Linked DNA regions of Mus musculus: regions 2, 3, 4 and 5 are each linked to region 1. A link is a contact called in public ChIA-PET, Micro-C and promoter capture Hi-C data. All regions are on one chromosome and are shown on one strand. The core of a region is the stretch at or near the end of the contact, and the rest is flanking DNA. Distances in the headings are between cores, read along the strand shown. Region 1 holds the start of Tbx21 (T-box 21). Region 2 holds the start of Socs7 (suppressor of cytokine signaling 7). Region 3 holds the start of Mrpl45 (mitochondrial ribosomal protein L45). Region 4 holds the start of Cdk5rap3 (CDK5 regulatory subunit associated protein 3). Region 5 holds the start of Npepps (aminopeptidase puromycin sensitive).

The links. Hi-C and Micro-C count contacts between places; a contact is called where the count stands out from the background. ChIA-PET counts read pairs in DNA pulled down with a chosen protein or histone mark. Capture Hi-C pulls out chosen DNA fragments and counts their contacts.
Region 2: a contact with region 1 is called in a Micro-C map of embryonic stem cells, with 2.7 times the contacts expected there. The contact joins the promoter of Socs7 here to the promoter of Tbx21 in region 1. A contact is called at or near these places in 5 of 39 promoter capture datasets (the 3T3-L1 cell line, 3T3-L1-derived adipocytes, liver and 2 more), 1 of 484 Hi-C or Micro-C datasets (embryonic stem cells) and 2 of 115 datasets of contacts at active chromatin or transcription factors (embryonic stem cells and memory CD8 T cells).
Region 3: an RNA polymerase II ChIA-PET map of memory CD8 T cells shows a contact between it and region 1, with 16 read pairs. The contact joins the promoter of Mrpl45 here to the promoter of Tbx21 in region 1. A contact is called at or near these places in 1 of 39 promoter capture datasets (the SN4741 cell line), 1 of 484 Hi-C or Micro-C datasets (nephron progenitors), 1 of 115 datasets of contacts at active chromatin or transcription factors (memory CD8 T cells) and 1 of 9 other capture datasets (liver).
Region 4: a promoter capture Hi-C map of adipose tissue shows a contact between it and region 1. The contact joins the promoter of Cdk5rap3 here to the promoter of Tbx21 in region 1. A contact is called at or near these places in 1 of 39 promoter capture datasets (stem cell-derived epiblast-like cells), 1 of 15 datasets of contacts at CTCF or cohesin (the NIH/3T3 cell line), 2 of 484 Hi-C or Micro-C datasets (B cells and embryonic stem cells), 2 of 115 datasets of contacts at active chromatin or transcription factors (both in embryonic stem cells) and 2 of 9 other capture datasets (adipose tissue and liver).
Region 5: a promoter capture Hi-C map of liver shows a contact between it and region 1. The contact joins the promoter of Npepps here to the promoter of Tbx21 in region 1. A contact is called at or near these places in 1 of 484 Hi-C or Micro-C datasets (nephron progenitors), 2 of 115 datasets of contacts at active chromatin or transcription factors (embryonic stem cells and memory CD8 T cells) and 1 of 9 other capture datasets (liver).

Annotation. Positions count from the first base shown.
Region 1 is chr11:97,113,191-97,118,366 of GRCm38.p6, reverse strand. Tbx21 (T-box 21) reads left to right here and starts at 3,036. Exons shown (of 6, transcript NM_019507.2): 1 at 3,036-3,717. The coding sequence starts at 3,230.
Region 2 is chr11:97,359,256-97,364,431 of GRCm38.p6, reverse strand. Socs7 (suppressor of cytokine signaling 7) reads right to left here and starts at 2,140. Exons shown (of 10, transcript NM_138657.4): 1 at 1,009-2,140. The coding sequence starts at 1,997.
Region 3 is chr11:97,312,933-97,318,108 of GRCm38.p6, reverse strand. It overlaps Mrpl45 (mitochondrial ribosomal protein L45), which reads right to left and starts at 2,393. Exons shown (of 8, transcript NM_025927.4): 1 at 2,170-2,393; 2 at 1,185-1,362. The coding sequence starts at 2,235.
Region 4 is chr11:96,913,607-96,918,782 of GRCm38.p6, reverse strand. It overlaps Cdk5rap3 (CDK5 regulatory subunit associated protein 3), which reads left to right and starts at 2,269. Exons shown (of 14, transcript NM_030248.2): 1 at 2,269-2,399; 2 at 2,587-2,632; 3 at 4,987-5,118. The coding sequence starts at 2,394.
Region 5 is chr11:97,278,458-97,283,633 of GRCm38.p6, reverse strand. Npepps (aminopeptidase puromycin sensitive) reads left to right here and starts at 3,058. Exons shown (of 23, transcript NM_008942.3): 1 at 3,058-3,433. The coding sequence starts at 3,176. It overlaps Gm11592 (a long non-coding RNA gene), which reads right to left and starts at 2,940. Exons shown (of 3, transcript XR_001780313.2): 1 at 2,493-2,940; 2 at 930-1,051; 3 at 325-408.

The DNA of each region.
Region 1 (5,176 bases), core at 1,787-4,286:
CTTCTCACCCAAGCTGGCAGAGGGGCGGGACTGGCAGTGGTGACACCAGGGCCACTCAGCCCCCGCTTTTCACAAGCACTTTCTTTTTTGGGTGAAAGAAATTAGAGGGAGTGGGGGGGTGAGAGTGGTGAGAATCTGAGGTTAATAAGGCAGGCTCTATCGACCCATCAGGTTATGGGGAAACCATTCTCGGGCCCCCCTCACTCCAAAGATGCACTTCCAGGACCACCCAGCTGTGATAGTCATTCCCTTCTGCTCTGAAGAGCTTGTTGGGAGCATAGAACATTTTGTTCCGAAGCAGGGGGATGGCTCACTTGACCTGAGGATCAGCGTGGAAGATCAGGGATGGAAAGGCTGAGGAACAAGACTCCATTTGGCCTTTCACAATGGGACACTCAGCAAAAATGCTCCCCCAAAGAGTTGTCGGTGTTCAAAAATTTTACCTCCTGGGGAAATCAGTCATTTGAATGAATCCCAGAAATCTATTTTCCACAATAGGGAGCCAAGGGTGCAAAGGTCACCTTCTTTCAAGTCCTGGTGTCTCATTTTGACCAACAACACACAGAAGCCTTTATGGGCGAGTAGGGGGTGAGGGAGTGAGGAGGAGGCCAGACCTCGATATCTGCTGCTGTCATGGATCCAGGCCTCATTCTCAAGAGCTGTGCTGATTGTCTGCCCCCACCTTTCCCTGGGTCATGTCTGCCTCCTGGGGTCCCTAACTTCACCTTCCCCTGGCAGCCTGTCTCTTGGTTCAGCTCTAGTTGGAAGGAGAGTGTCCCCCTGGGTCCCTACGGGTGAAGTCCTATTGGGCTGGGACAGAGATGTAGAGATGAAGTCACACCCCAGGGGAGAAGTGGGGTGGGGCAGAGATGAGGGAAAGAAATCTCTTTTTAACGAAATAAAACTGCATGGAAGTATTTTTTGAAGCATTCTTTAAGATGTAAATCTTTATATATTTGACATGCAAAAAAAAAATCCATTACACCGTGCTGAGTGAAGAAAAAAACCAAGAACCCACGTGGTAAAGCGGACTGCGAAGTTGATGTAAAATTAGACATCTGTGTGTGTGTACAAAAGACAGAGACACAGGAGGGTCTATACAAGGGAGGTATCCAGAAGGGTTTTCTTAAAATGTTAATACGGGAGCTAGTATGGGAGGGTGGTGGTTTGTCTGACTTCTGTTTTTCTTCACTGCCTAGATTTTCTGTACAGAGGATGATTTTAGTCCTGAGGCCAGCAAGATGGCTCAGCAGTTAAAGGCACTTGTTGTCCAAGCCTGATGACCTGAGTTCCAGACTCAGAACCCACATAAGGATGGAAAGAAAGGACTGACCCCACACAGCTGGACTCTGAACTCTAAACATGCACCATGGCACAGATGTCCACACACAATAACAAGTAACTTGCTTCCTGGCGGTGACGCCCTCCCTCTGAGATTATGCCTCACTCGCAAGGGTCTCCTTCATCACTCTCCAGAAGAGGAGAAGAGGAAACACAAGAAAAAGCGCCTGGTGCAGAGCCCCAATTCCTACTTTATGGATGTGATATGCCCAGGATGATATAAAATCACCAGTCTTTTTTTAAAATTAATTTATTTATTATATGTAAGTACACTGTAGCTGTCTTCAGACACTCCAGAAGAGGGTGCCAGATCTCATTACCGATGGTTGTGAGCTACCATGTGGTTGCTGGGATTTGAACTCAGGACCTTCGGAAGAGCAGTCAATGCTCTTAACCGCTGAGCCATCTCTCCAGCCCAAGTAACTCTTAAACGATACTTTACTTCTTATTTACTTACTTTTGAGATAAGATCCCCTGTAACCCAGGCTGGCCCAAATTGTAGCTGAAGATGACCTTAAACTTCTGATCCTCTACCAACCCTCTCAAGTGCTGGGATGACAGGCATGTGCCACCATGCCCCATCTATACAAAGCTGGGGGTGGAACCAGAAGCGTGGGTGTATGCTAAGCAGGCACTCCATCAGTTGAACTATATCCCAGACCCCGGGGATGCTTTTTATTTCAAAAGAAAACTCCCAATGGATTCATTTTCAGTTAGGAGGTGAGATTCTTCTCAAAATGCAGGACTTACCGTAGTTATTGGAATAGAACAGCGGAGGAAGGACTGTCTGTCTCCATCAGAGCAGGTGCTGGGCTCCCTGTCAGCCAGCTTGGACTACATACCTTTGTTTTTTTCTATAATAGAATGGAAACAGAGGCACACAGACACCGGTTGGTATAAGGTACACAGCCCCTACCCCCAATACGAATATTTATTTCCCCAGCCTACCCCATCAGGCCTGAGGGACTTTCAGGCAAAGGAAGTGACTTACCCAGGTCCTACACACCCGAGTCACAGTCAGAGTCAGCCCTGGGACTCTGAACACTGACAGCCAAGCGCTACTTCCCGTGTCTTTCGCTAGCTGTTACGCTGCCACGTGAACGAGCTTTTGTGGGAGCATTTCAGCCAGCCCAGCCCACCGTGGGCTGCTTTGGGTGCAATCTTCTTGGGAGACAGCTTCCAAGTTTCCTCCTGGGCTAGAGGGACAAGCATCATCCTCGGGCCTGGGGGGTGGGGTGGGAGGCTAGCGATGGGGGGTGGGGGCGGCGGACAAGAGACAGCGAGCAAACACTTTGTGTAAAGTCACAAAGCCTGGGCATACAGGAGGCAGCAACAAATATCTGTTGACTATGGATAGTCTAAGTAGCTCTGAGCCTGCCAGAGGCGTGAGAATGCTCAGATGGTCCCATCTGGGGAAAGGGCCTTTGCTGTGCCTTCCAGGACTGGCGGAACTTCCTGGGGGAGAGAAACCGTTTCTCTCCTCGAAGTTTCAGAGTTTCAGGTGGCAGGTTGACTCTTTCCCAGATTGGGGCGACAAGAGACTTACACTTAGGAGTGGGGGTCGGGGCTTCAGTCCTCACCAAAAGCGAATTCGCGCTGTATTAGCCACGAGGGGGCGGGGCGGGGCGGGGCCAAGGTGGCGGGGTGAGGGGACCCAAGGAGCTTCATAAAGCCACAGCAAAGGCCGCCGCGCCGCTAGTGACAGCGCGGGCTGCAGAGAAAGCCCAGGAGCAGCTGCGCGCCTATCCAACGCGCGCTCAGGAGCCAAGCGTCCCAGCTCCCGCTCCAGTGAAGTTTCATTGGTCTTCGGACGCCGCCCCCGTCGCCCCAGCCCTAAGGACCCTCGGGTCTCTTCGACGGCTGCTGGAAGGCGCCCAGCCCGCCTCGGATGGGCATCGTGGAGCCGGGCTGCGGAGACATGCTGACCGGCACCGAGCCGATGCCGAGTGACGAGGGCCGGGGGCCCGGAGCGGACCAACAGCATCGTTTCTTCTATCCCGAGCCGGGCGCACAGGACCCGACCGATCGCCGCGCAGGTAGCAGCCTGGGGACGCCCTACTCTGGGGGCGCCCTGGTGCCTGCCGCGCCGGGTCGCTTCCTTGGATCCTTCGCCTACCCGCCCCGGGCTCAGGTGGCTGGCTTTCCCGGGCCTGGCGAGTTCTTCCCGCCGCCCGCGGGTGCGGAGGGCTACCCGCCCGTGGATGGCTACCCTGCCCCTGACCCGCGCGCGGGGCTCTACCCAGGGCCGCGCGAGGACTACGCATTGCCCGCGGGGTTGGAGGTGTCTGGGAAGCTGAGAGTCGCGCTCAGCAACCACCTGTTGTGGTCCAAGTTCAACCAGCACCAGACAGAGATGATCATCACTAAGCAAGGACGGTGAGTGAGGTGCGCGCCGAGCGCAGCGAGCTCGCAGGGCGGAGCCGGCGGGAGTCTGGCCTCGGTGGCCCGCCGGAACAACGACTTTCCTCTTTTTTTTTTTTTTTTTTTTTGAAATCAAAATTTGAAGCTGCAGGTTGCTGAGTCTTTGTGTTCGTAGACTGAGCTTCAGTTTTAGGAGACGGGGGAGCAGGGTTGCGGGGAGGGCACCGCAAGCTCCGGAGAGCCGCGGGTGCTGAGGGTATCAGAGGGCTCAAAAAGGATGATGCTGTGGGCGCAATTAGAAGTTACTTTGGTGCAGAGGAAAGGATGACTCTCGCTTCACCGAGAGTTGGCCGGTGGGGGGTGGGGGGTGGGGGACTGGAGGGGGTTAATTTGCTCCTTGCCTCAGTCTGGGATCTCAGTGGGCAGCGAGGAGTGTGTGTTATAGACCTGACTGACCGCCTTTCGGTCCTTAGGTATTCGGGAAATTGAAGTGTTGGGGGCAGAATATTTTTTGAGATCTCAGTGTGCCTGTTCCTTTGCTACTGCTGTGCTTAGGGTAGCTTTGGTGTATGGGGGAGGGGGGGAGCAGACTGGGATTTGGTGACATGGAGAAGCGGTCGCCAAGTTTCTTTTCCGGTCTTACTTTGAGATCATATGTCTAGAGAGGGAGAGAGAGAGAGAGAGAGAGAGGAGTGTGTGTGTGTGTGTGTGTGTGTGTGTGTGTGTGTGTGTTGTGTAGAGAGGTGGGAAGCAGCAAAACTTATAAAGGCACAAATAAATGCCGAGGGCCTGAACGTGCCAAGTTCAAGACCAGTTGCAGCTGGTGTCCAGTCTTGCACTGTGCTCTTTGAGGCTAGTCCCTAAAAATATGTCCACTTTCTCACCCAGCTATTCATCAGTCCAGCCTGGGGGAAGATGGAGGGGGTCCCCTAAGCCTGTTGCATTAGTGGTATGGTTTGTGGCTCAGCCTGCTGCTTCCGGATCGAGTCTCTTTGCTGAAGAAAGAGAAACTTGCAGTTTCTGAGGGGTCATTTATAGTATGCAACACCTCGAGTGGACCCTCTTGTGTCTTATGGGAAGAGGCAGCTACCTTTCCCAGTGAGGACCAGCCAGAACTTTGCCATTAGTGAGTTAGGATGTGCGGTATTAGGATGGAGACTCAAAATGTAATTGAGAGATTGCAAGGGTGGGGTTTCTGGGAGGGGGACAGAAACCCTTGCCGGATCCCAGGAGGCACTGCTAGAGTATATTCCCTTCGGATGATGTGGGGAGAGGGCAGATAGCTGCTAACTACAGCTGGTTTCAGGCTGCTGAGTTCTTCCTCGCGGGGATGAACTGAGAATAAAACATTTGATTGGTTTTTGGCTCATCCTTCATCCGCAAAGACTTCTGAGGAGTTTCCTCTGCTCCCCCAATCCTTCTCTGAGTGTCTCTGGCACTGGCCAGGTTGCTGGTCCTAGAGAATGTCTGAACT
Region 2 (5,176 bases), core at 891-3,390, 250 kb before region 1:
CAAGACCAATTCCAATCAGGCACAGTGGCAGCAGGCCTGGTCCTTGGGAGGAGGTAGGAAGAAAGAGCAAGAGATCCAGACCAGTCTGCTACACAGTGAATTAAAAGCAAGCCTGATCAACATAATAAAAACCTTGTCTAACAAAACAAAACAAAAGCCACCAATTCAAGTTTAAAACAGATTCAGAACTACAACTCACAATGTTATACCACAAGGTAAGACTCATTCATGGCTGCAAAAGCTGACAGCTTTCCAAACTGACACTACAGAACTATGTCCCGACAGTAAAAGTCTAGCCACTTCTTAGAAATTCAGGGGAACAACTCACCATTTAAGTTTGGAATTGCCATTAATTGGACTAGAAGTCACTGTGTATACCTCACCTAGACCTCTCACCTCCGTGTGAAAGTGAGAGAGTCAGCACAACGCCATTCAGAAAGTGGTCAGCACACAGGCTTTAGACAGCAAATATCCAGGAACAACCAGAATATTAAGGGAGCTGCCCAGCTAATTGCTGGCCAGACTCCTCGGGCTATTTGCATGCTTGTACTTGCGAAGAGAGTGAAGGCTGGTGCACTGAGAGAACAAGCAAGACGATCAAGATAATAACAGGCAGGTGATTGACACCAGCTTTTCGGCCCCAAGGCCACACATTTCCAGCAACCTTCAGCAATGGTAGTAATAACAGACATGGGAGGGGTGCTTAAAAAGTGGGGCCGGAACAGGGATGGAAGGTGAGGCCGGGCTTCAGATCATCCCCAGCAAGAGACGCTAACCCACTGAGAAGTGTCACAGAGTGTGAACTCTCCGAGAGTTGAAAGCTGTTTCCACAATTAGCTCTGACCTAATGCGAGATGTCACCACCTTTAATCCCAAGTGTCTGCCTCCTCCTGAAGTCCACAGCTCAGCTCTAACAGTATCGTGTTGGCAGTAGGGGAAAACGAGGGAAACGAAACAAGAAATGGAACTTTGTCGCTTGCCCACCCCCAACCCCCAAGCCAATCTCACCTCCCCGTATCCAGCTCCCGGACCGCTGAGCCTCCCATGTCGGTCAGGCTCGCAGCTGAAGCTGCCAGATCTCCCGAAGGCCTCTTGCCGGTCCCATCCCCGCCGCCCGAGCCGCCGTTACAGCTCTTCGTGCGAAACAGGCGACTGAGGCGGATTTTGAAGGAGCCCTTCCGAGAAGGGCCTGCGAGAGGCCGGAGGGGCCCGGGAGGCGGCGGCGGTGGGGGAGGTTGCTGCTGCTGCTGCTCCCCTCGGCTCAAGCGCCCTGGAGGGACCAAGTCCTGCAGCGGAAAGGGCACCGGGGGTAGTTCGGGACCCGGAGGCTGCAGAAGCAGCCGGCCACCCACTCCTCCTCCTCCACGGCCGGGGCTGCTGAGCTCCTCTTCCGAGCAGCTGTTAGTCTCCAGGCTCTCGGCCTCCGATTCCAAGCCCTCCAGGACCAGCAGCGCGTCGCTCGTCTCCGTCGGGTCCTCCCCGGCCTGCGGGGCGGCAGCAGGCGGCGGGGGTTGCGGCGGCGGCGGCTGCGGGGGACACGGGCACGGACAGCAGCCTCCGCCGGCAGTCTTGATCCCCGGCCCCGCCGGCTGTCCGAGCCCCAGGGCCGCCAGCTGCGCCTCTAGTCCAGCCACGGGACCCCAGGTCCGCTCGAGCGCCAAGCCCGGCGGGAGGGCCTTGGGATCCAGCGCGCAGCGGTGCCGGGGACACAGCAGTTCCGAGGGTCCCGGCTCCCGGGCCGCCTCCGCGTCCTCCTCCTCCGGCGGCCGCCCCACGTTGCGGAACACCATCAGCTGAGGCGGCCGGGCGCCCCGCGAGCCGGGCCGCGCGAGGAAGGGTGGTGGCGGCGACGGGCCATGGCTGTGGCCCGGGGGCGGCGGCGGCGGCGGCGGGCCTGGCTCGGGGGCGGCCTCTCCATAGCCGAGGAGGCGGCTCAGGACCCGGTACGAAGCGGCCGCCGCCGCCGCCTCGCCGTCCCGGAGCTCGGCCCCCTGCATCGGGGTGGCGAAGGGAGGGAGGGCGGGCGGCTAGGAGCCGGGCTGGGTGGGGACTAGGCCGGGCCCCGCCGGAGCCCCGCCCGCCGCGGCCCCCGGAGCGACAGCGCTAACGGCCGCCGCGGCCTCTGCCTCATAGAGGGGGCGGGGGGGGGGGGGCGCGCGGAGCCCAGCGCGAGCCCAGGCCGCGCGCTGCCGCCGAGGACCGCCCCTAGACGTCACTTCCTGTCCAGGGCCCGCCCCCTTTCCCCAGGGTGCGCAAGCGTCGGACTCCACTCTGCCTGACGTTTCTCTTGGCCCTGGTAGCTATTGGCCGTCTGCTGCATCTGGGGCCTCCGTGGTCTCCGGCACCGACCCCTGCTTTTTCACTTCCTGGGCGCCCGGGCCCTGTCCACCGTCCTGTGTAGAGCAGTGCAGGCCTCGGGACCCGGGTCTGGACCTGGGAGAGGGTCGTGGACCTTGGCACTGTCTGGGGGTCTTGTCCTGTCCATGCTGCCTGGAGTGTGTGACCTTGGCCAAGTCATTTCATTACATCTGCATCCTCTTTCCTAGCATCCGATGAACTGTGGAATGACTACATGAAAATGGGTTGTAGAGCCTGCAGTGTGCTCTTCCGTGCCAAAACAACTGGATCTTTGAGAAGACAAGAGTGTGTATATAGTTAGCATAATCTCATCATGAATTTGAAATGAAGAATGGATATACACAATTCCAAGAAATGAAGATATACAATAGCCAATTCTGTACGACTGATGGCCAAATACATCCTTCCACTGATTGTTGTCATAGTGTATGTCATGTTGAGGATAGAATCCAAGACGTGGCACGTGCTAAGCAACAGTTCCATCACCAGACCTCATTCCCAGCCCTTCCCAAAATGATGACAAGTGACCAAGGACTGCAATTGTAACAAGAATTTTTACTAATATTTTCCTCTGTTGATGAAAGAGAACAGTGAAAAAGCAAAACCTGATCAAATCATCAATCATGGGGGCAACTTTGCTGAGTCGGAATTGGTTTCAGTGACGGGGAAGAGTTCCTTCAACGTTTTTGTGCCATTGCTAATGTAACACCTACAGATAGATGTACAGGAGATGTAAATCAGAATCGCTGTCATAATCTCCATCACTTAAAAAAAATGTATGTGTATGCACATGTGTGTGCAGAATCCGAGAAAGGGCATCAGATCCCCTAGACCTAATTATTAGCTGCCCCAAGTCCCTGGACATGGGTGTTGAGAGCTGAGTTCTGACCCTCTGCAAGAGCAGAACAAGCCGTTATCTGCTGAGCTAGCTCTCTAGGCCCCTCCATCTCTCTTTCTTTCTTTCTTTCTTTCTTTCTTTCTTTCTTTCTTTCTTCCTTCCTTCCTTCCTTCCTTCCTTCCTTTCTTTCTTTCTTTCTTTCTAGACAGGGTTTCTCTGTGTGGCCCTGGCTGTCCTGGAACTCATTCTGTAGACCAGGCTGGCCTTGAATTCAGAATCATGTCTGTGCTGGGAATGAAGGAATGTGCCATCACCACCCAGCTCCCTATACCCCTTTTGTTTTTCAGACAGGGACTCTCACAAGTATCAGGACTTAAGTTTGGATCCCCAGCACAGTATAAAAGCCAGGCAGAGCAGCATGTGTCTGTGATCTTCGCACTTGATGTGGGGTGGATCCCGGGAGCTCCCTCACCAGTCAATCTAGCCAAATTGATGAACTCCAGAATCAATGAGGAACAGGCACATTACAGAGCCATCTTCCCAGCCCAGTGGGGTCATTCTGAAATAGAAATTTGCTCACAGCCTGTGATTGTAAAGATGTATTTACATATATTTCTCTGCACACCAAAAGACAGCATCAGACCCATTACAGATAGTTGTGAGCTGCCACGTGGAGTCCTGGGAATTGAACTCAGGACCTCTGGAAGAACAGCCAGTACTCTTAACCACTGAGCCATCCCTCCAGCCCCACAGCCTGTGATTGTAGTTGTTCATGCTTTCTGCATTCTTAGGATAGAGAGAAAACCCTCTATGTGACATATAGGGTCCTAATGGTTTTGCCCTGCCTACGTCTTACTCTTACACATTGCCCACCAAGCTGTATCTTGTCTGTTCAGTTCTGCTAACACCGTTCTTTTTAAGACTTATTTATTATTATACATAAGTACACTGTAGCTGACTTCAGACACACCAGAAGAAGACGTCAGATCTCATATTAAGGGTGGTTGTGAGCCACCATGTGGCCGCTGGGATTTGAACTCAGGACCTTTGGAAGAGCAGTCAGTGCTCTTACCCGCTGAGCCATCTCACCAGCCCAGTTACACCGCTATTTTCAACATTCATGGGCATTCTTCTGTTATTTGCCACTGCTACCCCTTTTTTCTCCTGCAGTGTCAGGACACAAATCCAGTGTTTATATCTCCAAAGCAAAGCTGCAGCTTGACCAGTGGCCAGCATCTCCCACCTAACTAAGCTCCATTCTCAGATAAGTTTTCTCTCGGGTTTGTGCTCAGTGAACTGGCCAGCCTTCAGACTGAACTCTCTCCTCACCAGACCGGGGAGATGTACGTTCTCTCTCAACTTCAAGACCCAGTCTCTGTTACGCTTAATTGCACATGTGTGATTTGATTAACACTCTGTCCAGACTAGAGAGATGGCTCAGTGGTTATCACTGACCACTCTACCAGAAGACCCAAATTCAATCCCCAGCTCCCACACAGGGGAAGCTCACAGCTCCCAGTCCCAGGTGACTGCATCCCTCTAGCTTTCACGTGGGCGTGCCCATACACAGGTGACTAAAAATGAAATAAGTCATGGAGCTAGAGAGATGGCTCACTTAAGAGCACTGCTTACAGTTTGGAGAGATGGCTCAGAGGTTAAGAGCACTGACTGAGTTCAAATCCCAGCAGCCACATGGTGGCTCACAACCATCTGTAATGAGATCTGATGCCCTCTTCTGGTGTGTCTGAAGACAGCTACAGTGTACTTAGATATAATAATAAATCTTTAAAAAAAAAAAAAAAGAGCACTGCTTACTCTTCTTGTGGATCCCAGTTCAGTTGCCACCACCTACACTGTGGCTCACAAAGGTCTAATTCCAGCTCCATGGGATCAGATGCCCCCTTCTGGACTCCTTGGGCACCAGACTCACACATGGTAAATAGACAAGCAAATATGACAGCCATCAAAAGCATAAAAAAG
Region 3 (5,176 bases), core at 1,144-3,643, 200 kb before region 1:
TATGTTGGGAGAATTGGGTTCTGATGATGCCAAGTAATCTTGGTTTCTACTGCTTATGGCTTTTTTTTTCCCCCCAAGACAGGGTTTCTTTATATAGCCCTGGCTGTCCTGGAACTCACTTTGTAGACCAGGCTGGCCTCAAACTCAGAAATTCACCTGTCTCTTCCTCCCAAGTGCTGGGATTAAAGGTGTGTGACGCCACGCCCAGCTCTTTATTTATTTATTTATTATTTTTTTATTGCTTATGTTCTTACACTTGCCTCCTGCCATCTGGTTATTGCTAGTGCTACCTGCCCTCGATATATCTGACTGGAGTCTGTCCTTCCTGTGATCCTGGTTGTGTCAGAACTCCTGAGTCCAGCTGTCTCTGTGATCCTGGGATTCTGGGATCCTGTAATCTTGGGCGTGTTAGAGAGCCTGGGAGTGGAGCTTCCTCTGGGTGTTGTGGGACTGGCTGCAGAGTTCAGGCCCCACTTATTTATAATAATAAATAAATCTTTGGGCCTGAGCAAGTGAGGTTGACTGGAGTGAGCAGAGGTCCTAAATTCAAGTCCTAACAACCACATAAAGGCTCACAACTATCTGTACAGGTACAGTTTACTCATATACATAAAATAAATAAATAAATAAATAAACAAATAAGGATGACCTCATGAGCAGGACTAGAGGTACAGCCCTAGGTCTCAGCTACTATTTATGTAGGAGGATCCACCTGTGGTAAAGGCAAAAGGAAAGGGAGAACAGGAGTGTGTAGCTCAGCGGTAGACTGCTTGTTTAGTTCTATATCTAACCCCAAGTTCTGTAAAAACAAAACAAAATTGACTTTTTGAAATATAGTTTATAAAAGTAAATCATTACTGAGGGTGAACTTGGTGGTTCATTCTTTTTTTTAATCTTTTTAAAAAAGACTTACTTATATGAGTACACACTATAGCTGTCTTCAGACACACACACCTGAAGAGGGCATCGGATCCCATTACAGATGGTTGTGAGCCACTAATGGTAGTGAGGTTTCTGGGAATTGAACTTAGTACTTCTGGAAGAGCAGTCAGTACTCTTACCCGCTAAGTCATATCTCCAGCCCCACTTAGTGGTTAATTTATTGCTATCAATCAGAGTCTAAAGCATACACCAGACCTCTGACAATAGAGAACTGAACCAGGATCCCAGAAATAGTTCCTTACCTGTACAGGCCAAATGTATAGGGCGCTCCAACCGTTCCTGTGGAATGACCAATCCCGCTTTCCTGGCATACTCCAAAAACTCCTTCTCTGTTTTGTACTTGGGTTCAGGAGTTGGGGGTCTAAAACGGCTTTTGGTTTTAACTTGAACTACAGTTGTGGACTGAGTCACCAGAATGGGCTGGGAGATGAAAAAAAAAAGTTAGCGTATAGGTGATTTGGAAAGGATAAATCTATCTTGAGCAAACTGTTTGCAAAGTCTTATAGAAAGACATCCCATTAAAGAATGCTTCAGGAGTTATGAAATGACTATTATGGAGAAACGATATTACTTTTTGAACACCTAGGGATGGCTTTTGCCACAAGCCAATTAATAACCTGTATTCACATCAATCAACAGTAAAAACTTTCCTTTAATACATTCTGCAGTACTACTGTATACAGAGATGATTAAAGCAGAGGTCCTAGTGCCAAAGAACTTTCAGTTTAATTGTAAACCTCACTTAACCCATTTCTGAAAAGAGTGGAATGCTATTACTAAAGCATTAAACAAGATCTCCCTGGCATTTCCCCCACACTTCTGTTTTGCTTTTTCAGAAGCAAATTGCTTCTAGCTCCTAACTGACCAATAAACTTTTACGAAGTCAGGTGACCTTTTCCCTCTAGGATAAGACAAAACTCCTATCCTTTTCAAAAAAAAATTTTTTAAGAATGTAAAAGAGCTGGTTCATCTTCCAAGCCATTACTTTCCTTTTTAACATCTTCTCTCCAAAGACTAGAATTAACGTAAAGAAGCTTAATGCTCAGCCTCGTCTAGGCTGTCTAGAGAGACTTGTCTAGAGGGGATCGCATACACCTCAAATTCTTCTCCAGATGAAGTCTGACTCGTATGGTCCAAACTCAGCAACGCCCACAGCATGATTATTCCCCTCTACTCTATCCTCCTCTTTGTGTCCCTAAAAATTTCATTCGCTTCATTTCTACCCACCTGCCGAGACCACCATCCCAAAGTCCTGTATAAGGAGGACAAGCCCCGAGGTACGGGGGCCGCCATTTTGCTCGCGCAAAGGCCGCCGGGATGCTAGCCTAGCCGCAGATCACCGAGCCGGAGAAAAGGCGCAGAGGGCGGAGCGAGCTGGGGAGTGGAATTTTCCAGGGCGCGCGCCCCAGGCCGAAAGGTGAGTCGCGCGCACGCGCACGCTCTCCAGGGGAGGGGCGCGCGGGCACGCGCAGTGGGTTCGCGCGTGCGCAATGAAACCACTTTGGAAGTAGGGTAAACCGCACGGCTGTCACGCGCCAGTCGGAGACGGGGAGAGCCAGCTGCGCCTGCGCAGGAGGCTTCTGTGGGACTCTGGTTGCTGCATTCCTGGTTCCTTAACACATTGTTACACCTTATTTACAATCGGTGAAAAAAACGAAAAAGTGCTTCCCTCTGAAATCAGAAGCCTTTAAGATAAGTGTTTTCTTTCATTACAAGGAATTCACTGGAGGTATTTAGGGCGAAAATGATAGTTTCTGGGTGTGTTTCTGACCTCAAAATGCAGTATAACCTTAAACCTTTAACCAACCTAGTTTTCTATGTGAAAATTCTTTCATACCTTTCCGTTAGGGAAGCTGACCGCTGTGATTACTGAAAAGCAAAAGGCACGTGGGTTAACAAGAATCTGTCATTTCCCAAAACATATCATTTCCAAAAATACCACTTACCAAATTTGGTAATAACTGGTATTTCAAAATTGTTTACTAGGCGCCTGGCAATTTAAGCATTTTACATATATCAACTTAATCCTCACCACAAGCAATAAATATTCCTGCTTTTACATATATGGTTGGGCCAGAGATACTAAATATGTAATTCAAATTTAAACAAATAATTGGCAGAACTGAGAGTCAGGTACATAGAGTTTAACAACTCCAAAATCGCTTCACATTCAGTGGTTAAAGGAATCCCAGTGTGATAACCAGGTCATCCTGGAGCCACACAGACTATGTAACACATCCTAACCCATGTCTGCCTGGCCTCTGCTCAGTTTCTCGGCTACTGCAAGCTAATTCCCTATCAGTACCTAATATGATTTGGTTCACTCTGAGATGGATTCTTAGGTGGTCACTGTTACTTTTGATTAGCTGTTTTGGAAAATTTGAGGCATGGTGGCGCACCCCTTTAGTCCCAGCACTCGGGAGGCAGAGACAGGCAGATTTCTGAGTTCGAGGCCAGCCTGGTCTACAAAGAGAGTTCCAGGACAGCCAGGGCTACACAGAGAAAACCCTCCCTCAGAAAAATACAAACAAACAAAAACTAAAAAAGAAAATAGAAACTATAGAGATGGCTCAGGTGTTAAGAGTCCTTGCTGGGCTGGTGAGATGGCTCAGTGGGTAAGAGCACCCGACTGCTCTTCTGAAGGTCAGGAGTTCAAATCCCAGCAACCACATGGTGGCTCACAACCATCCGTAACAAGATCTGACTCCCTTTTCTGGAGTGTCTGAGGACAGCTACAGTGTACTTACATTAAATAAATAAATCTTAAAAAAAAAAAAAAAAAAGAGTCCTTGCTGCTCTGGCAGAGGACCCAAGTTCGGGTCCCAGCATCCACATGGTGACGCATATGCCCCTGTAAATCCAATTCTAGGGGATCTGATGCCCTCTTCTGGACTTTGAGGGCATTACACACATGGTACACATAAAGATAGGCAGCTAAGCATCCACACACATTTAAAAATCTCTTAAACAACAGTGAAAAGGAAATCCTATAAGGCAGACTTTTCTTTCCCATTTTTCCTAGTGAGACTTTTGTTTGTTTGTTTGTTTTGTTTTGTTTTTTCCAGACAGGGTTTCTCTGTATAGACCTGGCTGTCCTGGAACTCACTTTGTAGACCAGGTTGGCCTCGAACTCAGAAATCTGCCTGCCTCTGCCTCCTGAGTGCTGGGATTGAAGGTGTGCACCACCACGCCCGGCCTAGTAAGACTTTTAAATTGAACCTAAAGAATAGGAGTCCTTGTTAGCAGCAGGGTGTGTGTGTGTACATGTATGTATATGTATACACACAAACATACAACACACACACACACACACACACATATATATATATATATATATTGGGGGGGGGTTCAGACTCACGACAAGAGGCTAAGTTGGATATTTAATATGCCAAAGCAGACCTGGGCTCCAGGTTCTCCCAGCATCCCTTAGTCCTTACCTGTTACAGGGCATGGCTGGCATGTCCTACCCTCTATGCTGAAATTTCCAGCCCAGGGGCTGGACTTCCTATCACTCAGAGGCTCTTCATTATATAATAATCCAGACATTTTGGCTCCCCCCCACCCCCGCAAGCCAAGCCCTCTTTCTCTTCCCCCTCCCCTCTGTCTCTCCTCTCCATTGGAGGCTCACTCACATTATAACTGGAGCTCCAGGGGATCTGATGCCCTCCTCTGACCTCTGCAGCCACTAGGAATGCACCTAGTATGCACTATGCATACAGGCATATATGCACGAAAACCATACATATTAAATTAAATATATAGCTATATGAAAGTTGGGTGTGTAAAAAATAAATAAAAAAAAATAAATAAATAAAAAAAAAAAAAAAAAAAAAAAAGGGCTGGTGAGATGGCTCAGTGGGTAAGAGCACCCGACTGCTCTTCCAAAGGTCCGGAGTTCAAATCCCAGCAACCACATGGTGGCTCACAACCATCCATAACAAGATCTGATGCCCTCTTCTGGAGTGTCTGAAGACAGCTACAGTGTACTTACATATAATAAATAAATAAATAAATCTTAAAAAAAAAAAGAAAAAAAAAAAAAAAAGAAAGTTGGGTGTATCTGAAATTTGTGTCTATGTCAACACTGAAAAGTGGATATCTGGAGAGTTTGATGGCCAGCCAGTCTAAGCAAAAGGACAAACTTTTGGATTAGGAAGAGACTTGTCTCAAGACAATTTTTTTGTTTTGTTTTGTTTGGTTTGTTTGTTTGTTTGTTTGTTTTTGGTTTTTCGAG
Region 4 (5,176 bases), core at 1,020-3,519, 200 kb after region 1:
CAGTGCTCTTAACTGCTGAGCCACCTCTCCAGTCCCCTAATTCTTTTCTTTTCCTTCTGTTTCTGAGACTGGATTTACCTATTCTGGATAGCCTCAAAATCACTATGTGGTCCAGGATGACCTTGAACATCTGAGCCTCCTGCCTCCACCTCCCACCTGCTGGGATTACTGATCTATGCCACCTCATATATGTGTGCTAGGGATGGAACCCAGGGCTTCAGGCACACAGGCTCTGCACTCTACCCACTGAGCTCCATCCTTGCCCTGCGCTCTGCATCTTTAGTGTGTTTATTTATTTAAGCCCCTAAATAGAAGCACCCTGAGATAGGCTTGCTGTTATCGCTACCTCGAGAGAACTGTGGCTATTGGAGAAGTGTGGAAACTGTCCAAATCTCACAGGGCCAGAATCTTGGTCTTCCCACTACAGCAGCACACCAGGCAGTTCAGTCCAGGGTCCACTAAGCCCTGAGTATTGTGTTGCGTTGGGGAGTGATTGAAGAAGGAACACGGTATCTAGAAATGCCGTCCCTAGGTCTGCAGGGTCACTGGGATTATGTCTTTCTCTCATCCTTTCAATCTTTCCACTTCTTGTTCAAATCTGAAGCCCGCCCTTGAACGGAGCTGCCACGACAACTCAGTTTGTGACTTTCCAAGCTGTCTTTCTTTTCAGGCTAATGACTGTCTGCAGTCTAAATACAGACTTGAGTACCTTCTGCACACTGTCCGCTTGACAGTCCCCAGCATTGCCAACTCCACAAGTTCAAAGCCCCTCCTCTCCAACACATGCTCCACAACTGGTGTCATTATCTCAGGTGGTGGCACTCCCACTCAACACTTCAGTGTCATCTTTGTGTGTGTGTGTGTGTGTGTGTGTGTGTGTGCTTTGTTTTTGGAGACAGGGTTTCTCTGTGTAGGTCTGGCTTTGCTGGAACTCACTTTGTAGACCAGGCTGAATTTGAACCCAGAAATCTGCCTGCCTCTGTCTCCCAAGCGCTGGGATTGAAGGCGTGTGCCGCCACTGCCCAGCTTGAGTGTCATGTTTGAGTCCTCCCTCCTCACCCATTTGGCCAATCTATTGCCAACGCCTGTCTGTTTTCCTCCTAAATTCTGCTTATCTCCTCCCTACAGCTTCTGACCTAGGTGAGGCCCAACCTCTCCCTTACAGCCTCCTAGTTGCTCTGGACACAGCCTTATTGCCCATTAGCCCATCCTCCTAACCAATATGTGTTATGTCCTTCCTTGTACCAAACCCTTCAGTGGTTCCTCTCTGTCTGCAGTGTGAAGTCCAAGTTCCTTAATGAGGGACTCTTTGTTACGATCCTTATATTTTTACAGCCTCCTCCCGGGTCACTGCCTTAAACCTTTTACTGTATAGAGGTGGGTCTGAGGTCAGCTATAGGTGGGAGACCTGTGTAGTGTCCTCTTGAGATCCCTCGTGAAACAAGGGACCTTGCACTTCACTTTGTCTTGGACCACGTATATTTTGCCGGTCTCCCCTGCTTGTCTTTCCCTGAACCACTCTTGCAGCTGTAGTTTTAAAGTTTGTGCAGTCTCTTCCATCAGAAACAGCCTTTCCACTCCACCAGGAACACCCGCCATCATCCTTCCTTCTGCAACTTTTTTTTTTTTTTTTTTTTTTTTTTTTGGCTTTTCGAGACAGGGTTTCTCTGTATAGCCCTGGCTGTCCTGGAACTCACTTTGTAGATCAGGCTGGCCTCGAACTCAGAAATCCGCCTGCCTCTGCCTCCCTGCTGGGATTAAAGGCGTGTGCCACCACGCAACTTTTTGTTTACTATTCAATGAGTGTTGCTTCCTCTCCCTTCCCTGTCCCAGTCGTCCAACAAGAATCGGGTGCTCAAAAATCGTATTTATCATAAATGGGAGGACAAAATGTGACGAGAGCCTCAAGAGACCTGTGACCTTCTATATGTGGTAAAGGGAGAAAATGGTGGGAAGAAAGTATTTTTTTTAACTACTTTCGAAACGCCATCGGGAAGGTGCTAGGACCTGTTCCGCGCATGTGTTCGTTCTCTAGCTGGGGGCTCCGCGCCAGGCTGATGAAAAAGCAGCCTAAAACGGCTCTTGGGTGCCCCCTACCGCCATCGTGCAAGTGTAACATCCCTTCCTGGAGATCACCCGGCCGGAGCCCGCCTCTCGCCTTCCATTGGCTGTCAGCTATTCTCCCGCCCCTCCGGTACTCAACCAATCAGAACATCGTGATGGGCGGGGCTTTCAGCAGAGGGGCGGAGCGTGGTCTTGGATTGGCTCCGCTGAAGACGGCGACGTGGCTGAAGGAGGCCGGTTTGTTTCGGAACTGAGGCTCAAGCACAGCCGCTCAGGATTGGTGCTAGGCTGGGCCGGGGTCTTTGGCCGGAAGCGGAAGTGGAGAAAGGATGCAGGTGTGGGGACCAGGGCTGGAGAAACTGGGTCTTCTCTGGGATTCCTGTCCTGCCTCCTCAAGTCCTCCCGTCCTCTGTCGGGTGCTCTGCCCCTGCAGGGTGGCGGTTGGACTCGTGGAATGAGCGCGCGCGAGGCGCATCGCCTTCCCGCGTTCACGCCCTCCCTCCCGGTCGTATTTCCCACCAGGACCATCAGCACGTGCCCATCGACATCCAGACCAGCAAGCTGCTCGGTAGGAGAGGGCGCCCCCGCGCGGTCGGCTCTCGGGGGAGGTCTGCTAGTTGCCCCCTGTCACCAACCAGCAGCCAGGAGCTGTGAAAGTCCCAGCTGAGGTGCTTTACTCCAGCGAACTGTTTGCTCTGCAAGGAAGGAAGCATGGAAAGTCTGTACTGGCTCCGTGTTTTCTACTTTTAACGTTTCTCACGTAGTATCAAATCGTATTCAGGCACACAGGACAAATGGATAGTGTTAAAGATGGACAGTTAAGCAAATGGCTGATCCATTTGAAACCTAAGTCTGTTTGGTTCTGTCTTCATGCATTTTGCATTATTTGGGGTGGGTAATCCTCTCCCATCTATTTAAAAAGTTTCTCTCCTTGGATTTAGGGAGAAGAGGGCCCTAAGACTCACATACAGACCTTTTATGCCAACCATGGTGGTTCACACTGGTAACCATAATACTTGGGAGGCCGAGGCAGGAGGATTGGTGGCAGTTCTCAGACAGCCTGGCTTGCATAGCAAGTACCAGCCTAGTACTCCCCGCCCCCCACCCCCACCCCCCCAAAAAACCTTTAGTCTTAGCACTCAGAAGGCAGAGGCAGGCCTTGGCCACATAGCAAGCACCAGGGCAGCCAGGACTACATGGAGAGACACTATTTCAAAAGAAAATGACAGAGAGACAAGAAGACCTTTTAGTGACCAGGCAGTCTCTGCATCTGGCTTACATCCCTCATTCTGTCACTTCTGGGGGTGTGTACAGCCCCTGGCCCTTGTGTTCACCAGATACGCCAGTCCACTGGTAACACGTCCTTAAGAGGGTGTTTGCCGACCTCAGCCCCTGGAGGAATTCTGGTGTCTGCTGTTTTCCTTTCTGACAACTTGAGAAGAACTCAGAGTCAGAATTTCTGATACTGTTGTTGCTTGAGAGAAATTAAGCGGTTGAAAGATTTGTTTTAAAGGAGAGGGAGTATTCAGTCCTTTGATGGACACTGGTGAGTCCTCCCAAGTGCCTGCCAGGCACGGGCCACCATGTATTCATAGTGTATGGGCACCCGCTGCATCTACCTGGGTGTGCCAGTTTGTCCTCGAGTCCTGAGAAGAACCAGTAGGACACCGCTCACCATGGAGCATTTGTTCCATCCCCGCTGCTATTTTATACTTGTCTTTGTTAAGATGAAATCACTAAGGTTTTGTGAGCCACTGCGAGGCACAAGGCTCGGTGCATAGGGCCTCATCTGATGTGTGGGGAAACTGAGGTACAGAGAGATGGAAAGGAACTGAGAGCCAGCAGGATGGCTCAGTAGGTAAATGTTCTTACCGGCAAGTCTGATGACCTGAGGTCAGCATCAGGACCCCTGTGATGGAAGGAGAGGCTTAGATCTCAAAAGTTGTCGTCTGACCTCCACTTGTGAGCTGTGGCACATGTGCATACATACATTTATGTGCATACAGAGTAAATAAAGTTAAAAACAGACGAGCGGGGCTGGTGAGATGGCTCAGTGGGTAAGAGCACCCGACTGCTCTTCCAAAGGTCCGGAGTTCAAATCCCAGCAACCACATGGTGGCTCACAACCATCTGTAACAAGATCTGACTCCACTCTTCTGGAGTGTCTGAAGACAGCTACAGTGTACTTACATATAATAAATAAATAAATCTTTAAAAAAAAAAAAAACAGACGAGCGACTAGGTTGGGCCATGATAGTGCACACCTTTAATCCCAGCACTGGGGAAACAGGCTTTCTGTGAGTTCGAGGACAACCTGGTCTATGTAGTGAATTCCAGAGGGCAACCTGGTCTACATAGTGAATTCCAGAACAGCCAGGGCTATGTAGAAAGAACCTGCCTTAAATAAATAAATAAATAAATAAATAAACCGTCAGCACCCTCCAGCCTTCGGGGCGCGGTAGGTGTTAGGGGCTTTGCAGTTGTTCGTTCATCCGGTACTTGGCATAACCACCTTGTGTTTTCCATTGTGGCGGTTAATCCCAGCCCCGAGGAAATGGAAGTTGAGCAGCACCCTCTGTCAACACGAAAGATATAATTACACACAGAAGCAAAATATTATGGAGACTTTAGAATGGTCAAAAGTGGCACTTTCATGTTGGGACCAATTTAAAGTTTTCCTTTATCCCTGTGTTAAGGCGGTTGCTCTGTAAAACTCATACGGGGATAAAGCCGGGGCGCCAGGGACTGTTTAGCCCAAGCGACTCTCTGCGTCTGTCTGTCTTTTCATCTCTTCCCATTCCTCTCTCTTAGCTAATACAAAGACTTTTGTTCAATATCCAGTATGTGGCACTTGAACCAGTGAATTCCCAGTGGGCAGTTAGTGGTATGGCGGGCTGTGGTGACCGGCTGGTTCTCGTGCAGACTGGCTGGTGGACAGAAGACACTGTAACCTAAAATGGCAGAGCCTGGTGCTGACCATCCGGGAAAAAATCAACACTGCCATCCAGGACATGCCAGAGAGCCAGGAGATTGCCCAGCTGCTCTCTGGATCCTGTGAGTGATCTGGAACCCCCCCCCCCCCTTCCTGGAGTCACCAGGGTGGCCCCCAGAG
Region 5 (5,176 bases), core at 1,809-4,308, 170 kb before region 1:
TTTTTTTGTTGTTGTTGGTTTTTTTTTTTTTGTTTATTTTATTTATTTATTTTTTGGTTTTTTGAGACAGGGTTTCTCTGTATAGTCCTGGCTGTCCTGGAACTCACTTTGTAGACGAGGCTGGCCTCAAACTCAGAAATCCACCTGCCTCTGTCTCCTGAGTGCTGGGATTAAAGGCGTGCACCACCATGCCTGGCGTACGCATCGCCATTCTTATTTTTTTATTTATTATATGTAAGCACACTGTAGCTGTCTTCAGACACTCCAGAAGAGCGCATCAGATTTCGTTACGGATGGTTGTGAGCCACCATGTGGTTGCTAGGATTTGAACTCAGGACCTTTGGAAGAGCAGCCGGCACTCTTAACCGCTGAGCCATCTCACCAGCCCACGCATCGCCATTCTTAATCCTGTGATTTAATAAAAGATTGTCTATAGTTGTAGGTTCACAGTTTCCCTGTGGGACAGATTTTTTTTGTACAGGAGAGACAGCACAGACTGAAGAAGAATTCTCTCTTGGCCTATTGTTTAGTTGGCTCAATAGCAACCAAGATGCACTTTGCTCAGGGCCTAGTACTGAAAGCAATAAAAGAAGTAGAGAGTGAGCTCTTTGAAAAGTAAATGAATCAGAAGGAAAATGAAAAGACTGAGGAGTGGTGGCTCAAGTCTGCAATCCCGGCACCCCAAAGGCTGAGGCCTCAGTGTGAGAGCCTGCCTTAAAGAGAAGAAACAACAGGGCACGGTGGTTTAGGACTTTAATTCTAGCACTTGGGAAGCACAGATGGGCAGATCTTTGAGAGTTAAGTGCCAACCAGTTTTCATAGTTAATTTCATGCTAGCCAGGGCTATATAGTGAGACCCTGTTTTTGAAAAAGAAAGAAAGATAGAAAAGTAGAGGAGGAGAAATGGAAAATAAAATAGGGAAACAAACCAACTGGTGGTGGGGCTGCTGCTGCTGCCTGTAAGGCTGAGGCAGGAAAACTGCTGAAAGGCTCCGTGCCAGGCTGCTCTATATAGTGATTTTGAGGCCAGCATAGGCTATAGAGTGAAACCCTGTCCAAGAGGAAAAAAAAAAAAAAACATTAAAAACAAAATAAAAAAAAAAGCAAGCCAGCTCTTGCTAGCTCATCCTACAAAGATCTACAAACCTAATATTCAATTGCAAAACATAAGACCAAGTCCACATGAATCGGCAGAGTTCCGGAGCTAATCGGAAAGGGCTAGAGCAGGGTGGAGTTCTGCAATGGAACTCTTCCTGGCAAGGTGAGGGAAGGGAGGGGCGCACATTTCACAAAAACGGATGAGCAGGCCACTGAAACACTCATTCCTGAGCAAATTAGCAATCTGTGAGGGCTAGACAGTAATCGAGTTAGACTGTAGAATTGATGTTAAAGGGTAAACAGCTCATAGGCAGCCTTAGATGGTTATAAATCAATTTTGCTTTGACAGGAGGAAGCCTTTTGTTTTTTTTTTTTTTTTTAAATGCAAACATTTTGAGGAGATCATACACAGTTGGATTAGAATAAACCAAACTGGCAGAATTATGAAGGAAGCTGTTTATAATGTTCTCAAGGAGAAAACCAGAAACAACTGGGTCTCAATTCCAGCTCCACCAATTATTAGCTGTACACAGGTCTAGAGCAAGTCATGATCTTTCTATGTGCCTGTTTTTGCATATATAAAACAGGTTGGGGGTCCACCTCACAGAGCGTCTGAGAGATAAAATGAACGTGTAAAGTGTTAGCAAGTATTCCAGACATATTAAAGGCCCGTCTCTTTAAGAATTGCATCTGTGTTTCTAAAAAGCACGTAGGATTTTTGGAGGAAAGCAGGGCAGGTTGAGGATCCACAACTGTGCTGCCCAATACAGTAGGCATTAGCCATGTGTTGCCCTGGCTGTCCTAGAACTCACTCTGTAGTGAAGGCTGGCCTCAAACTCAGAGAGATCTGCCTGCCTCTGCCTCCAGAAGCCAGTACCACCACTGCCAGGCACCTCATTAGCATCTTTAAAATGCATTACATGATGAAATTATAATCTGAATATATTGGGCTAGGGAGATGAGGTGCAATAACTTCTGTTGTTTTAATTCTATCTAGTGGCTCACAGTGTCATGTCTGTAGGACAGTGCTTGTTTAGTTTTGACTCTACCTTACAAGTTTCTATAAAAGAAATACGCTTTTAGGAATATTTTTGCCTTGATTTAAACATAGGTCTTAGAGATAACTACAGAATGGAGGGAGCCACAGTTAGGATACTTTTACAGAAGTCACAACTGGTAAAGGGTCTTTTCAGTTAAAAAAGCAGAAACAAAAACAAGGGGCGTGGGGGTGTGGCTCAGTGGCATGGCGCTTGCCCAGCCTGTGTAGAGGCTTTGAGTTCAAAGCCTAGCACCACAGGAAGGGAAAAATCCGGAAACAGACAGTTGATCATTATTATCATCTGTGTTTTCTTAATCAAAATCTTACTGTGTGCCCAGACCATTCTGGAACTCACTCTGTAGTCCAGGCTGGCCCATGATGATCGTCCTGCCTCAGCCTCCGTGCCCAGCAATGAAGCATCTTGTTTTAAATATGAAATCGTGGGATCCTGTATTTCTAGTCTTTGAAACCACTCTCCTAAAAGGTCTAGATTTCACTGGTTGGAGCGACCTTGAATAACTAAGTGTTTCCTCGGAAAACTGTTTTCAGATCATCCCTTCAACTGGCTATTTCCTAGGGAAAAAAAAAAGCCTCAGGTCGGGCTCACACCGCTGAGGTGGAATGGCTCTTTCCACGCGTCCCCTACCCCCCCGCGCTGACTTGACCGCTGCGTAGGCTTCCATTTTCCACAGAGCTCCTCCATGCCCTTCGTGGCTCTTTCCTGCCACCGGCCGACGACAGGTGCAGCGCCAAGCGCCTCCTCTCGCCTTCCCCGTTCGCCGACCGCGGCCTCGCCGCCCCGCCCCGCCCTCGGCGCGCGCCCTCAGCGGGGTCGCGCCCGCCCCGCGGGGTCGCGCACGCAGCCGCCGCCGCCTCCCTCCCCGCCCTCCTCCCCTGCCCTCCCCTCCGCCCCCTTCCCCGTAGGCAGCCCGCCCGCACCGCCGCCCGCCCGCCCGCCCGGCCCAGGCACCCGCTGGGTCTGTCCCCCGCCCCAGCCTCCCCGGCGGCTCTCGGCAGGCGGTCGCCCGCGCCCGGTGAATGTGGCTGGCAGCCGCCGTCCCCTCCCTCGCTCGCCGCCTGCTCCTCCTCGGCCCTCCGCCTCCTCCCCTCCTTCTCCTCCTCAGCCGCTCCTCTCGCCGCCGCCGCCGCCTCCACAGCCTGGGCCTCGCCGCGATGCCGGAGAAGCGGCCCTTCGAGCGGCTGCCCGCCGAGGTGTCGCCCATCAACTACAGCCTCTGCCTCAAGCCCGATTTGCTGGACTTCACCTTCGAGGGCAAGCTGGAGGCCGCCGCCCAGGTACTGCGACCCTCGGGCGCCGGGGGGCGAGCAGCGGGCGGGCGGGCGAGCAGTTAGGCCGCGCCCGCGGGCTGGGTTGGAGGCCGGGGCGGGTTGGGCGCGTGGGCCGCGGGACCGAGCGGGAGGCGGGTGCGGCGCGCCCCTCGAGCCGGCCGGCCGGGCGGGGACCGCGCTGCGGGAGTCTGCGGGCGGTGCGCCCCTCGGGGGGCCAGCACACCTGTGTGCAGCGCCCCTGGTCCCCGCCTTCCGGGCCCCGAGCTCCGGGAGAGGCTGGGTGGGGGCTGGGGAACTAGAAGGGGCTAGGACTGCCTGCTCGGTGGCACCCCTGCGGACTGCGTTCTTTCCTGGTCGTCCCTTTACTCCGCCGGGGATAGGTTGGAAGGGGCGGTCATCAGGCACTTGAGAGCGAGGAGGGGCGAGTCTAGAAGGTTGGGGGCAGGGGGGAGTGGAGCGAGAATGTTAATCCCAGGCAGCCTCACCGAGTTCTCCCGGCCTGATCCTGCCCAGGGGCCGGGTTTCCAGGATGATCCGCCCCCTCCCCCTTCCCCTCAAATGACAGTGCAGCAGTGACTTTGTTCTCCCCTAACCTCCAGAGAAGCCGCGGAGGACCCTAGCTCCTCTTCTCCTATCCGCCTTGCTCTCGCAACCTGTGAAGCTGGTGGATTTATTGCTTCAGTGGCGGTTGCTTAGCAGTCCCCTCTTCTGAAAGAAAGCTCTCAGTCTTAGCCTGCCACTGGTGAAAATATTCCATTACTCTTCTTTGCAGTTTTTTTGGTGAATCATACGCTCCTCCCTCCTCCCCGAAGCATTATCTGGCAGTATTGTTTGATTTCGGAGACCATCCATATAGATGGCTCACAGAGGTCTCAAACGGTTACGATAAATAACCATGGGTATGATGTGTTACGTGAGATCGGAAATGAAAATTGGGAGCTGTTTGATAGCTATCTGTGACAGGAGTGGTGGAAATAGAATTGGTTCCGTTTCTTTTCCTACCCCAGCTAGGGGTTGGGGAACACGAGTGGTGGAGGAAGCCAGGCCAGTAGGCCTCAACCAAAAAGATGAGGGAGGGTGTGTGTTGCAATGAAATGAGAGAAACGTAGACTAGAATTTGAGTGATTTGAAAGCCGAGAAAGTATGATACTCGAGTTTGAAAATCTGTGTAAAAGTACAGAACTTAAAAGTATGCTTTTAGATTTGGAACATTGGCTTTGCCAGCCTTAGATGCTGGCAGCATCACTGTCCACAGCAGAGTGCCTTGTGACCTTTGGAGAAAGGGCCTACACTTGGGATGAGTTTGAATTATGAGAAAACACTAACTTTAAGGAAGCTGGCCCGAGTTAATAAATCTGGAAGGTGTGCGCACTGAGTGAAGACATTGAGGAAAAAGCAGTACAGATTTGCTTACAGGTTATTGAGGTTTATGGACATGTTAGAACAACAAGCAGCAACATGTTCCCCCGCCCCGCCCCCCCTCTAAAAGTGTGTTTGTGTGTGAGTGGGTGGGGGTGCGTGGGAGCTATGGTATGTATACTCTCTGTCTCTTACCCTTTCACTATGGGATCTCGGGTTCTAACTCAGGCTGCTTAGTTTCCATAGTAATCACGTTTACCTCTTCCTACTTCTCTGAAGAGCTGGAAACAAGTTGGAGGGCACATCTTTATTCCCAGCACTTGGGAGGCAGAGGCAGGTGGATTTCTGAGTTCCAGGCCAGCCTGGACTATAGAGTGAGTTCCAGGTCAG